Regions from separate parts of the Mus musculus genome. Here all the other regions are linked to region 1. Evidence: chromatin contacts called from public promoter capture Hi-C data. All regions are on one chromosome and are shown on one strand. Each heading gives the region's core, a stretch centred on a gene start, on an enhancer-like site or on the middle of the called end of the contact. The rest is flanking DNA. Distances are from core to core; before and after follow the strand shown. Region 1 holds the start of Hspb9 (heat shock protein, alpha-crystallin-related, B9). Region 2 holds the start of Pgap3 (post-GPI attachment to proteins 3). Region 3 holds the start of Med1 (mediator complex subunit 1).

Region 1 (4,129 bases), core at 1,175-3,674:
GAAGAACAGAAGAGCTCCACGGGGCTTGATTCCTGTACCTCCTCTAACTAGCCAGTGACACACCCTTGATTCTCCAATTCTTGACAGACAGGGAGACCCAGTGTTCTCAGTTCTCCCATCAGCCCTTGGTAGCTACCTGCTACCAAGGCAGATCTCCTTTTTTCCTTCCATGGGACATTCACATTTATTCCCTACCCAATATTTCCTTAGAAGGTCTCCAAGAAGCTCTGTGGTACTTATGTCACCCTGTTCAAACAGGACCTGGCTCCTGCCCTCCGCCCCAGCTCCAAAGGTGGTGCCTGCCTTACCCAAAGGGTGCTCACAGCTACGGCACAACTCGCTCAGGTTGGCAGCTGGCTGCTGGAGGTCCATGCGGGGTGCGGTGGGGGGCTTGGGGTTTTTCCAGCCATTACACTTGCAGGTTTCATTGGCCTGGAGGGGGAAGGTTCAGTTCCCTGATGCTGTCTGCATCCCAAGCGCAAGAGCGGCTCTATGGCTAGAGCTTCGCCCCCCATTCCTACCCCAGACCTTGGATGCCCCAAGCCCCGCCCCTTTTGCTCTAGGCCCCGCCCCCACCTTGCAAGCTGAGAAGACCCCTAGTTTCTCAAGCTTCTTGGCACGCGGCAGACCCCGGACTTGCGCCTTCCTCTGGCTAGCGCGCTGCTGCTGGCTCAGGCCAGGTCGAGCCGGATCCCCCCCACTTCCTACCCCGGCGCCCCCACTCCCTGTGCTCCCAGCTGGGGCTGCAGCTGGGGCAGGGGCTGGTGCCGGAGTCGGAGCCGGAGTGGAGGCTGAAGCCGGACTGGGCGCAGGAGTCGAAGTTGGGGCAGGGGCTGGGGAGTGAAGGGGCCGGGGCTGCGCTGCCGGGACCGGGTTTGGGGCCTGGGAAGGTTCCGCCATGGCCTCCCCCGCAGCGGAGCGGCGCCGCGCTCCCAGCCCTAGGGCCGCATGGGCAACCGGCGCACAGTGCGCAGGCGTCACGGCCCCGGCGCACGATGGGAGTCGTAGTCTTCCTTTGCCGCTTCCCATCCTTTGGCCTTCCATACTTTTTTTTTTCTTGGTTCCAGACAACCAAATGTCGCTTGGTTGAGCATCCTAGATTTGACCATTACTTCATTCTAATCTTTTTTAAGCCATCCGAGATAGTGACAATTACTATCCTCTTGGGAACAAGAGGCACCCCAGAACACTGGCCGTCTGGAGGATTTGTGGATGCTGCCCTTTTAAAGTCCATAGGTGGAAGAACAGGCCTGGGCCTGAGGTTGGCTCCCACATTGCAAAAGCCTGCCCTATTGTGGCTGCCGGCTAAGGCTTGCAGCTACAATAGAGATAAAATGTAACATTAATTCTACTATTTGTACTGTGGTGTTCACACTTATGAATTAACTTTGACAATCAGTTTTTGGGTTTTGTTTTGTTTTGTTTTATTTTGTTTTTTGAGACAGGGTTTCTCTGTGAAGCCCTGGCTGTCCTGGAACTCATTCTGTAGACCAGGCTGACCTCGAACTCAGAAATCCGCCTGGCTCTGCTTCCCAAGTGCTGGGATTAAAGGCATGCGCCATCACTGCCCAGTGACAATCAGCTTTTTCTATACTTGGGTTGCTGTTAAACAGAAACGGTTTTATTTTCAAAAGAACAAAGAGACATAGTTGTGGGCCATGCTGCTGTTGAATGTGTGTGTTCATGCACGGGCATTCGTGTGTGTGTGTGTGTGTGTGTGTTGGGAGTGGGCAGGAAAGGGGGGGGGGAGTGTGTTTGTGTGTGCTGAGAACTAAAGAACCAGAGAGACCAACACTGAAGATGCGGAGGGTAGGGGGTGGTCCCCTCTTCTGGCTCGCCTAGGCAGCTTTGAAGATGGAGAGGATTCCTGACCTCATACCCTTCCATCCTACCTCCATCTTTTTCCCTGCCCACTCCTTAATGGGGGGGTGGGGGTGGAGGAAAGCCAGAGAAATAGACAGTTTCTTCCCATTGTAGAGGTAGACTGTGAAAGGTCAGGGATAGTTCTTCCTGGAAGATCAGAAAGGCCCCCTCTTTTGGCTCAGTCCAGAGAACAATTTTCCTTGCCCCAGGCCCGATTCTTAAAAGGGCAGGGTAGGGCAGGGCCGGCAGGGCAGGGCAGGGCAGAGCAAGCCAGACCTTTTCAACCCCGTTGCTCAATCCCATCAGCTCCCAGGATGGAGCTGTAACCCCGCACATTCAGGTGATCCAGTTCCTTCATAGCCTCCTTCCTGCCCTCTGATGTGAGAGAAGGGCCCAGGGAGAAGCAGAAGCCGGTTCTGGACAAAAGCTGCAGCGCTTGCAAGGAAGATAAGACAGCGACTTGAGTGTTTTTGCCCTTCTGGATGGGAAGAGTGGGCGGGCCCTTCCTCTTCGCACCCGCCCCGGATGGGGGGTTGGGGAGCCCTCGCGCCCTCAGGCAGCAGTTGCACTCTCGGATGCAGCGGGTAGGAAGCAGTTTCTCCACCGGGCAGCGCGAACCCGGGGAAAACCGGGTAGCTTCCCGATGTCCCAGCGTGGCCCTTGCTGAACGGAATCAAGTGGCCACTCTACCAGTGAGGCTGCTCAGGGATGAGGTGCAGGGCAATGGCTGTGAGCAACCAAGTTTCCAAATAAAGGTGGATGCCCAAGGTTTCGCTCCGGAGGACTTGGTGGTGCGGATAGACGGCCAGAATCTGACGGTGACCGGCCAGCGGCAACACGAGTCGAATGACCCGAGCAGGGGCCGCTACCGCATGGAGCAGAGTGTTCACCGACAAATGCAGCTCCCGCCGACCTTAGATCCTGCAGCCATGACCTGCAGCCTGACCCCCTCTGGCCATCTGTGGCTCAGGGGACAAAACAAGTGCCTACCTCCCCCTGAAGCTCAAACAGGCCAGTCCCAGAAACCCAGGAGGGGAGGGCCTAAGAGCTCCTTACAAAACGAAAGTGTGAAGAATCCTTAGAGTCTCTTAGCGTTCTTCCTGCGGGAGAAGAGTTGAAGCCCAAACAGACTCGGCCCTGAGACTCAGGAGGGGAGGCCCTAGGCACTACAACCTACCCTAATGTATTAAACCGAGGTGTGCAGCAGCCTTAAGTCCTCCTGCTTTTTTCCTGAGGGTGAAGGGTTGGAGCTGTAGGGAGTAGGGTGACCAGGGGAGGGAACTCAAGGTGGTAGTAAGTACATCAATAATCAAGTTTCTGGCCCTGAGATAAACTAGGGGTGTGTATGGATTTAGCCAATAGCAATAGCTCCAGCAGGGAGCAGCAGAGAGCTGGGACAGCCTAGCTGTTGCCATTCAGAATCAGCTGATGGTCTGAACCAGGATGGACAGTGTTGAACCTGGCATGGAGGTGTCACGAAGGACAGTGGTAGTGATGGGCTGTAGCACCGGCCTTACGACCAGTACTCGGTGTTCCTCGTCAGGGAGAGGAGATATTTAAAAAAAAAAAAAAGGTCTGAGTCCTAATTAGGTCCTATCAAAAAACCCTCACAGGTCACTTCAGACACCAACAATCTTCAAATACAGGTTGCATATCCTTTAATGTAAGCTGGGGGGAGACAGATGTCAGCCCCAGGTCAGTCCTATCCTCTTCCACCATCAGAACTACCAACAGCAGGGCTTCTTTCTTTTGGTTACCATGACCACCAGCATCCTCTCACACACAGGGAGTAGAGCCATTTAATGAGATTGGATGATTCATTTAAATTAACTTCAGGAAAAACAGAGAGGCTACGTATGGCCTGATCAGCTGCCAGAGAAGGACGAGGAAGACAAGCGTGAGGTCGATCGATCGGCTGACTATATTGACAAGATACTGATTGGTTACATGGTGAAGAAAACATACAATACAAAATACAGAAAAAGTTGGTTCCATCCCTCCCACTCCCCCCCCTTACCCACCCACCCCCAAATACTCATCATCGTGATTTGGTCAGAACAGGGCTCAGAGCCAGAGGTCAGAGTGACCAAGGGTGGAGGGATCCTGGGCCATGGGTGTCCGGCTGTCAATAATGATGCTTAAGTAATGCTGCGGTTTCTCTCCCAGCTGGGAGTCAGTTGGGGAGGAGGCTGCAGCCTGATTGACAGCCAGCTGAGGGAAGAGCAGCCTGTCCCTTCCCCAGCTCAGGGCCTGCCCACTGCCCCAG
Region 2 (3,914 bases), core at 311-2,810, 2.3 Mb before region 1:
GCCAACAGTGAACCACATACACTCATACTTGCAGTCGTCCCGACAGGTCCAGCCTGAAACAGACAAACAGGACTACAGCTGTGTGAGGACTTAGGGAGGCATAAGCCTCCAGGCACGAATGGAGACCAAGAGGACCTGAAGGCTGGACAGAATCAGCGGAAATCTCAGAATCTTACTTCCCAGTTGGACAGAGAAGAGAGGGTGGGTGTGCGCTCGAGCACGCACGCACACACACACACACACACACACACACACACACACACACAGCGGGGGGGGGGGGAGAATATATTATATCAGTGGGAGCAAAGAGAATAGTTTCTTCTCCCTTGATCTAAGCTCTTAGGATCTGGCAGGCCCCTCTTGGAGACCTAGGTTCATACTTGTCCATCCTGAACCCAGGGAGGGATCTTTGGTGCCCTCCTATGTCCTGTGAAAATCGAGCTCAGACCTTTCATCAGACTCCTCAGGTTCCCCGGTACCTTTGTTTCCTTATTGCCCCTAATCTTCCTGCTCCCTGATCTCTGGGTAAACCAAGATGCTTCATGTACCCAAATCCTCCTAGGACCTCCAAGCTCTCTGTTGCCTCTGTCTGGAATGGAAACCGGATAATAATGTGGAGGAGCTGTTGGTCAAACAGGTCAGATCTGGGAATTCTGCTCTGCCACTTTACAGACGGTGTGACCTTGGGCAAGGTACTTAGTCTCTCTGAGTGTTCTCATCTTTAAAGCGGATTAGGGAAAGTATCTGACGGGGTTGTGGTGAAAGCCAGCTGACCTGCTGTGACACCCGTCCAACGTGGGTGCTCAATATGTTGGTTGACATCAATTCCATCCTGTTTAAATTGTTCTGTGGTTGAACACCCTGCCTCCACCCACTGAAGCTGACTCCGTCCCTTTCACTTCCAAATGCGTATAGTGCTTAACCTATGGGCCCATTAGGTCTCAAACTATTCTGTCTTGGAGAAGGCTAATGTTCACCTGCCTGGGGATTATAAGCCCAGAAGGGCAGGCTCCTGGTCTGCTTCCTGGGTTACTTCAGGTCTTCTTTGTATTTAAAAAGTAGTGGTTTGAATAAATAACATGAAACCTCTGGAAAGGTGGGGTAGGCTGATGCAATAGCCCCCCCCCCACCTTCCCACCCCTCCACACACACTCAGGAGGCTCCTGACATTAACACTCTTGAGAGAACGCTGAGGGAAACTGAGGTTCTAAGTTGCAGAACAGCAGGGCACAGTAGGCGGAGCCAAGACGAACAGGCGGGGCTTTCACGGGTGGGCGGGGCTTACCAGCTAGGCTCATGTAGATTGGCTGGCGGGAGCGGAAGTGCTTCAGTGCGTCTCCCGAACAGTTCCGTTCCTCGCATCGGAGCACGCAGTCGCGGTACACGGGCTCGCGGTCGCCCTGGGAACCCCCCGCGAGTCCCACTGCCAAGGTTAGCAGCAGCAGCGGCGCCGTCCGCTTGGCCATTCTGTCACTGTGCCCGGCCGCTGAGGGAGGAGCTTGGGAGAAGACGAAGTCCCACTTCCGTAACAACCGGAAGTACCTGTGTTCATCGTTGCATCCTCCGCTGACGCCCGCCCACTTTAAATAAAAGTTCCCGGATTTCAGTGGGCGGGTACCCCACCTCTATACTGCTGTCTCCTCTTTTCATATACAGCACCTAAGGAGAAGGGGCGATTTGCGCCCAGGAGCAAATTAAGTGTACTTTCTCCCTTCTATTTTACACGGTCTTTGTTTCAAGCAGACGCCTTTCTGTCACCCACTCTCTTAGATTCCAGTTTCCAAATGTTCTGGGTACCCCACTTATCCCCATTTCTTATGTCAGCATCTTGATTAAAGACGCTGCCATTAAAAGAGCTGAAGAACTTCTTAACAGGTGTCTTTGTCTCTACTTTGGTCCCCTCCAGTAGGCATTTCTCTCCTATTTAGCTTTGTGTTACTGTGATAAAGACCAACTTGGGGTTTGCTTTATGTCACCCCATCACAAGCCATCATGGAGGGAAGCCAGGGCAGGAACCTGGAGGTAAGAGCGGAAACAGAGGCCTCGAAGGAGTGCTGCCTACTGGCTTAGTCACTTAACAACACCCAGGACCACTTGCCCAGGGTTGGCACCTCCCACAGTGGTATGGACCCTCCCATGTCAATTATTAATCAAGAGAGTGTCCTCTGTAGACTTGCTGACAGGCCAGTCTGAAGGAAGCATTTATTTTCTTAATTGAGGTACCCTTTTCCCAGATGACCCTAGCCAGTGTCAAGCAGACACAAACACAAAAACGAACAACAACAAAACCCAAAACTAACCACGGCTCCACTTTCTAAAATTCAAGGTTGACCAATCTCTTTCTTACAATTCCTTACTAACTCCTCAACTCAGCCTGGCCTGGCCTGCTGGTCTTCACTCTGTTGCTCCAGATGCACTTTAAAGGTCCATGTCTCCAGAGTCTCTTGTCCTTGTGTGCTTTGGCCCTCTTGCTCCTGCTTGTTTTCCTGTTACCAATTAAAGGCTGTGTTTTAAGGATGATTGTTAGCACTGGATGGATACTATGTAGTGGCTTGTCTTTCCCCGATGGGATGGAGTCCTTTCTTGTCCTGCTCACCTCTGGCACTAAAGTAGAACTTTGCTTTCCATGGGAGACACTTTGAGATCCTTCTTCCTTCCTTCCTTCCTTCCTTCCTTCCTTCCTTCCTTCCTTCCTTCCTCCCTCCCTCCCTCCCTCCCTCTCTCTCTCTCTCTCTCTCTCTCTCTCTCTCTCTCTTTCTTTCCTTCTTTAAGTAAATGAACAACTTAAAACTGTCTGGGTGGGCTAGCCACCTGTGAGTGAAGGCTCTTCACTGAACTCGATTCCCAGAACTCAATAAAGGTGGGAAAAGAGAATCCTCTCCACAGAGTTGTCCTCTGACATCAAGTGTGCTGCAGCACACACACACACACACACACACACACACACACACACTCACACACACTGCACTCTCAGGGGCTGGGGAGGTGGCTTATCAGTGAAGAATGAATGTTGTTCCTGCAGAGGACTAGAGCTCAGTTCCTAGCATCCACAGAGGCAGCTCAGGGTCATTTGCAAATCCAGCTCCAGGGGATGGAAGAACTTTTTCCTGTCTTTTCAGGCATTGCATGTAGACACATATACCTTGATCGAGACACTTGCTTCAGTCACCCCCATCTCTGTGCCCAACCACCAGCACCCAAATCTTTCTGTAGCTTTGATGTCATGTAACTAAATCCTGCCTCCCTCCCCTCCTCCCCGCCCCCCCCCCCATTGTTTTTGTTCATGGTAATTCTCTCTTTACATCCTGGAGAGGGAATTAGGGTTGTGGGGTAGGATTTAAGGATTACTAAATCGAAGGTGGATGAGCAAGAAGTACTATGGAATTACCTTCATTTAACCAGCGAAGAGCTCAAGGGTATATCATTCACCCTGAATCTTCTGTGAATGACACTTCTTCCAGCTAAATATAACGTAAGTACTGTCTTTGAAGTGGACCATCCAGTTGATAGGGATGAGGAAATTACTGGTTTTTGTGGAGATAAGGTCTTAATGTATAGCCCAGAGTGGTCTCCAAATTAGAATCGTCCTGCCTCTGCCTCCTAAATGCGGGAGTATAGGCATTGGCCACCTCAGTTCACTCTGGGAAATTGAAATGAGAAAGCAAGCCAGGTGGGGTCACACACACCTTTAATCCCAGCATTAAAAGGGCAGAAGCAGGGGGATCTCTTTGAGTACCAGACTTACACACACACACACACACACACACACACACACCAAAACAAAACAACCCAACAACAAAGAAAACTAAAATGAAAAAGCAGGCACTGTGGTCCCCAGTAGCTGATGAGAGACACACAATCAAATCCTAATATTACAGCCAGCCCTTTACCTTTTTTTTTTTTTTTTTTTGGTC
Region 3 (3,927 bases), core at 1,012-3,511, 2.5 Mb before region 1:
GGGCTGACAAGATGGCTACAAGAGTAGAGGCACCCGCAATGCCAAACATGAGAGTCTGGGTTCACGCCCCAGAGCCCACAGTGGATATGGTAGATGCCCTACCTCCTAGTAAAGAAATGTAAGTGGTGACCTCCTCATACTCCTACCTCTACCTATGAAGTGCTAGGATTATAAACATGGGTCACCTCCCAGGCTTGCCCAGACTATGCTCTAAGGCATCCTCTTGTCTCCTTTCATCAGCCTCCTATGGGTGTGTGCCGCTATGAGGTACGGCTGAGACAGAGCTTCCCTGGCTGTCTTGTCTCTTTGTAGGTCTGGCTGGCTTCAAACTCAGGGATCCACCTGCCTCTTTCTACTAAGTGCTAGGACTAAGGCAGGAACCATCACCAGTTGGCTCTTTGCGTGTTAGTTTTTAAGACAGGGTTTCTCACTGGACCCTTGGGCTCACAACACCTTGAAGGATATACTTGGAGCACAATTTAAGGAAGACGTTATTATAATTAGGGGTTTTAGGGCTGGAGAGATGGCTCAGAGGTTAAGAGCACTAACTGCTCTTCTGAAGGTCCTGAGTTCAATTCCCAGCAACCACATGGTGGCTCACAACCATCCATAATGAGATCTGACACCCTCTTCTGGAGTGTCTGAAGACAACTACAGTGTACTTACATATATAATAAATAAAATCTTTAAAAAAAAAATAATTAGGGGTTTTTTTTGTTTTGTTTTGTTTTGGTTTTTGGAGACAGGGTTTCTCTGCGTAGCCCTGGCTGTCCTGGAACTCACGCTGTAGACCAGGCTGGCCTCGAACTCAGAAACCGCCTGCCTCTGCCTCCCAGGTGCTGGGATTAAAGCTGTGGGCCACCACACCTGGCTCCCTTTTTCCTTTTCTTTTGGTGCTGGGAATTGAACCCATGGACAAGAAGACATTACTCTAACCACTGCTCTACATTCCCAGCCTCTAAATTATCTTTAAATTAACATACAAAGCAATGCATATCATTTTGGCATTCTTATACATATAGGCCATTATACTTGGTCCAAGTCCTCTCCCTCTGAGAGCCACACTGCCCCAACCTCCAAACAGCCAAACCTCTCACTTCATTTCATATTCCACTAACCTTTCTATCCTGCAGACCTCCTTTGTTCCCACATGGTCCCATGTTTTCACAACCAACACACACCAACACATACCTACGTCGAGATTCCTCATAAGAGAAAATGTGCTATTTATCTTAATATGGCTTATTTTGAGTATCGTCCACTTTGCTACAAATGTCGAGACTTCATTTTTGGATAAGCCAGTCCAGGTCGTGGGAGGGAGTATCTGAACCAAGAATCAAACTCTTAGCTGGCCGAGAGGTGTGTAAGCCCGCACTTGGGAGGCTGAGGCAGGGGGACCTTGTCTCAAGAAACAAAGAAGATTCTATCCCTTCCCTTTTCTTCCCTCAACTGGGAAACTGGTTTGGGGATTGTTCCTGCCAGTTTATAGTTCTGAACACCTCTCCCCCAAGCTTTAAAGCCACCGGTCGTGCACAACTGAAAGCAGTTCGTAAAGACACAGCACAGTATTTGAACACTATGACCTTCCAAGTAATAAACGGCCCGCTTTTACTATGATGAAGATCGAACCAAGCAAGTCACTCCGGCTAAAACACCCTCCATTACTTTGACATTACATTGTTCTAGTGTCATCTTCAGCGATCTCTCCTGGAACAAAGCATCAACAAGTTTCAGTTTCCCTCTCCTTGGGTCCCACCGGGCTAAGCTCAAAGTACCCTGAGGCTCAACTTCCTCGTCCCTCGTCCCGCAGAAAACCTTTCACGAGTGGAGGAGACGGGGGAGCAGCGCCCCGGAGGAGGCGCTCCAGCATCTGTAGGGCTCGGTCGGGATCTAAGATGCACATTCCACCAGGATCCGGTCCCACGCACGGTGGCCCTGGAGGGGCGTGGGTCCCCACCTCCTCTCTCGGATTGGCTCGCCGCAGCGGTGTACCGCCCCTCCTTCCCCGCCACCCCCCAGTCACTCACCCTCGGTTTCCCCCTGAGCCTTCATCCTGACAGCGGGGAGGTCTTGGGTCCGCCACGAGCCGGGGAGCCTTTCCCCGCCACTCAGAGGGGAACCAAGTTAGCCTGGGCTCCGGGGAAGCGGCGCACCAGCGGCCCCGACTCTTCCGGGGAAGGCTCAGTCTGAAGTCCCCGGCGGCAAGAAGAGAAGGGTGCTCGCGGCCGCCGCCATCTTCCCCAACGGAACTTCCCAAAGATCGCGAGATTAATCGTGTTCCTGTGAGACGGAGGAAGAAGGAACCGCACCAAAGTCTCGCGGAGGTTGGCTGATTTCGTCCTCCCCGCAGGATCTCTAGCAGGCCCGGCTCCGATTGGCTCAGAATTCACACCTTGGCGTCTAAGGGTGTGTGCCCAGAGTTGACATCTCTCTGAAAGTTTATGTTTGCATCCCGACAGTTACACAATTTGTAAATTAAAAGCGTTAGCTCTTCCGTCCCGCGGTGGTGGCGGCTCAAGCCTTTGATCCCAGCAGACAGGCGGAACTCTGAGTTCGAGGCCAGCCTGGTCTACAGTGTGAGTTCCAGGACAGCCATGGCTACACAGAGAAACCCTGTCTCAAACGAAACAAAATGTTTGCTCTTTGAGCACCTGGAAAAGTGGCACACTCCTATAATCCCAATGAGGAAGGGGATAGTGAAAACCGGTCCTTACAAAATAATCTCTACTGAAAGATTTCCAGTGAGTTTTAGTGTTTGGGTGTTTAGAGTTTGCCTGGTGGTGGCGCACACCTTTAATCCCAGCGCTCTGAAGGGAGAGGCAGGTAGATCTCTGAGTATGAGGGCAGCCTGGTCTACAAAGTTTCTGGACAGCCAAGGCTACAGAGAAACCTTGCCTGGACAAAAACAAAACAAAACAACAAAAAAGTAAGATTTGTAAGATGACAAGACTTGTAACTCACCAGCAACATACCTGATTAGCATGTCTGAAGTCCTGGGTTTAATTCCTAGAGAAAGTGGGAAGGTGAAATTTCCTGAAGAACCAGAAGCAGTTATGTTGTTTAAAAAAAAGAAAGAAGGGGCTGGAGAGATGGCTCAGTTAATTTAAGAGCACCGACTGCTCTTCAGGAGGTCCTGAGTTCAATTCCCAGCAACCACATGGTGGCTCACAACCATCTGTAATGAGATCTGACTCACTCTTCTGGAGTGTCTGAAGACAGGTACAGTATATATATATACACACACACACACACATACATATACACATATACACGCATACATACATATATATATAATAAATAAAAGAAAAAGAAAGGAACTAGGGAGGCAGAGGCAGGCAGATTTCTGAGTTGGAGGCCAGCCTGGTTTACAGAGTGAGTTCCAGGACAGCCAGGGCTACACAGAGAAACCCTGTCTCGAAAAACCAAAAAAAAAAAAAAAACCCAAAAAACAAAACAAACAAACAAACAAAAACAAAACAAAAAAAGAATGACTTCACACACACAAAGAAGATGATTTTTGGAAAACATTATCATCGTTTACCATGTTGAGCTTGGCTCTGTACAGAAATTAACAGTATATTGATCTAAATTGAGCTTAATTTGTTTCCCATTTGTACAGAGGTAATGCACAATTTATAGTAAATAAATAAGGACTTAACCTATATCAAGCACAGAAACTGTTAAAGTAATATCTAAAATTCTTAAAAAGAGGACCGCAGTACTTTAGGCTTTTGTTGCTGTTTGTCTTATTGGTTTTGAGACAGGGCTCCTGTAGCTCTGGCTGCTCGGGGCCTGGATGCATGGTCAGACTGGCCTGACTTCACAAAGATCCACCGGCTTCCTCATCCTGCTTATGTTCAGCACCACAGCACCTACACTCCAGTACTGGTGCTTTTTACACACCCTGGAAGCAAGTCTAACCTATTT

The links. Promoter capture Hi-C pulls out the DNA fragments that hold promoters and counts their contacts.
Region 2: a promoter capture Hi-C map of maxillary cranial neural crest shows a contact between it and region 1. The contact joins the promoter of Pgap3 here to the promoter of Hspb9 in region 1. A contact is called at or near these places in 4 of 39 promoter capture datasets (cranial neural crest, liver, maxillary cranial neural crest and 1 more).
Region 3: a contact with region 1 is called in a promoter capture Hi-C map of cranial neural crest. The contact joins the promoter of Med1 here to the promoter of Hspb9 in region 1. A contact is called at or near these places in 2 of 39 promoter capture datasets (cranial neural crest and pre-B cells).

The regions. Positions count from the first base shown.
Region 1 is chr11:100,711,505-100,715,633 of GRCm38.p6, forward strand. Hspb9 (heat shock protein, alpha-crystallin-related, B9) reads left to right here and starts at 2,425. Exons shown (of 1, transcript NM_029307.2): 1 at 2,425-3,071. The coding sequence starts at 2,439. The coding sequence ends at 2,945. Rab5c (RAB5C, member RAS oncogene family) reads right to left here. Exons shown (of 6, transcript NM_024456.5): 6 at 3,499-4,129. Kat2a (K(lysine) acetyltransferase 2A) reads right to left here and starts at 963. Exons shown (of 18, transcript NM_001038010.2): 1 at 577-963; 2 at 309-432. The coding sequence starts at 900.
Region 2 is chr11:98,398,930-98,402,843 of GRCm38.p6, forward strand. Pgap3 (post-GPI attachment to proteins 3) reads right to left here and starts at 1,561. Exons shown (of 8, transcript NM_001033537.2): 1 at 1,286-1,561; 2 at 1-53. The coding sequence starts at 1,466.
Region 3 is chr11:98,191,032-98,194,958 of GRCm38.p6, forward strand. Med1 (mediator complex subunit 1) reads right to left here and starts at 2,262. Exons shown (of 17, transcript NM_001080118.1): 1 at 2,028-2,262. The coding sequence starts at 2,052. It overlaps Gm38963 (a long non-coding RNA gene), which reads right to left. Exons shown (of 4, transcript XR_880193.2): 4 at 2,905-3,006.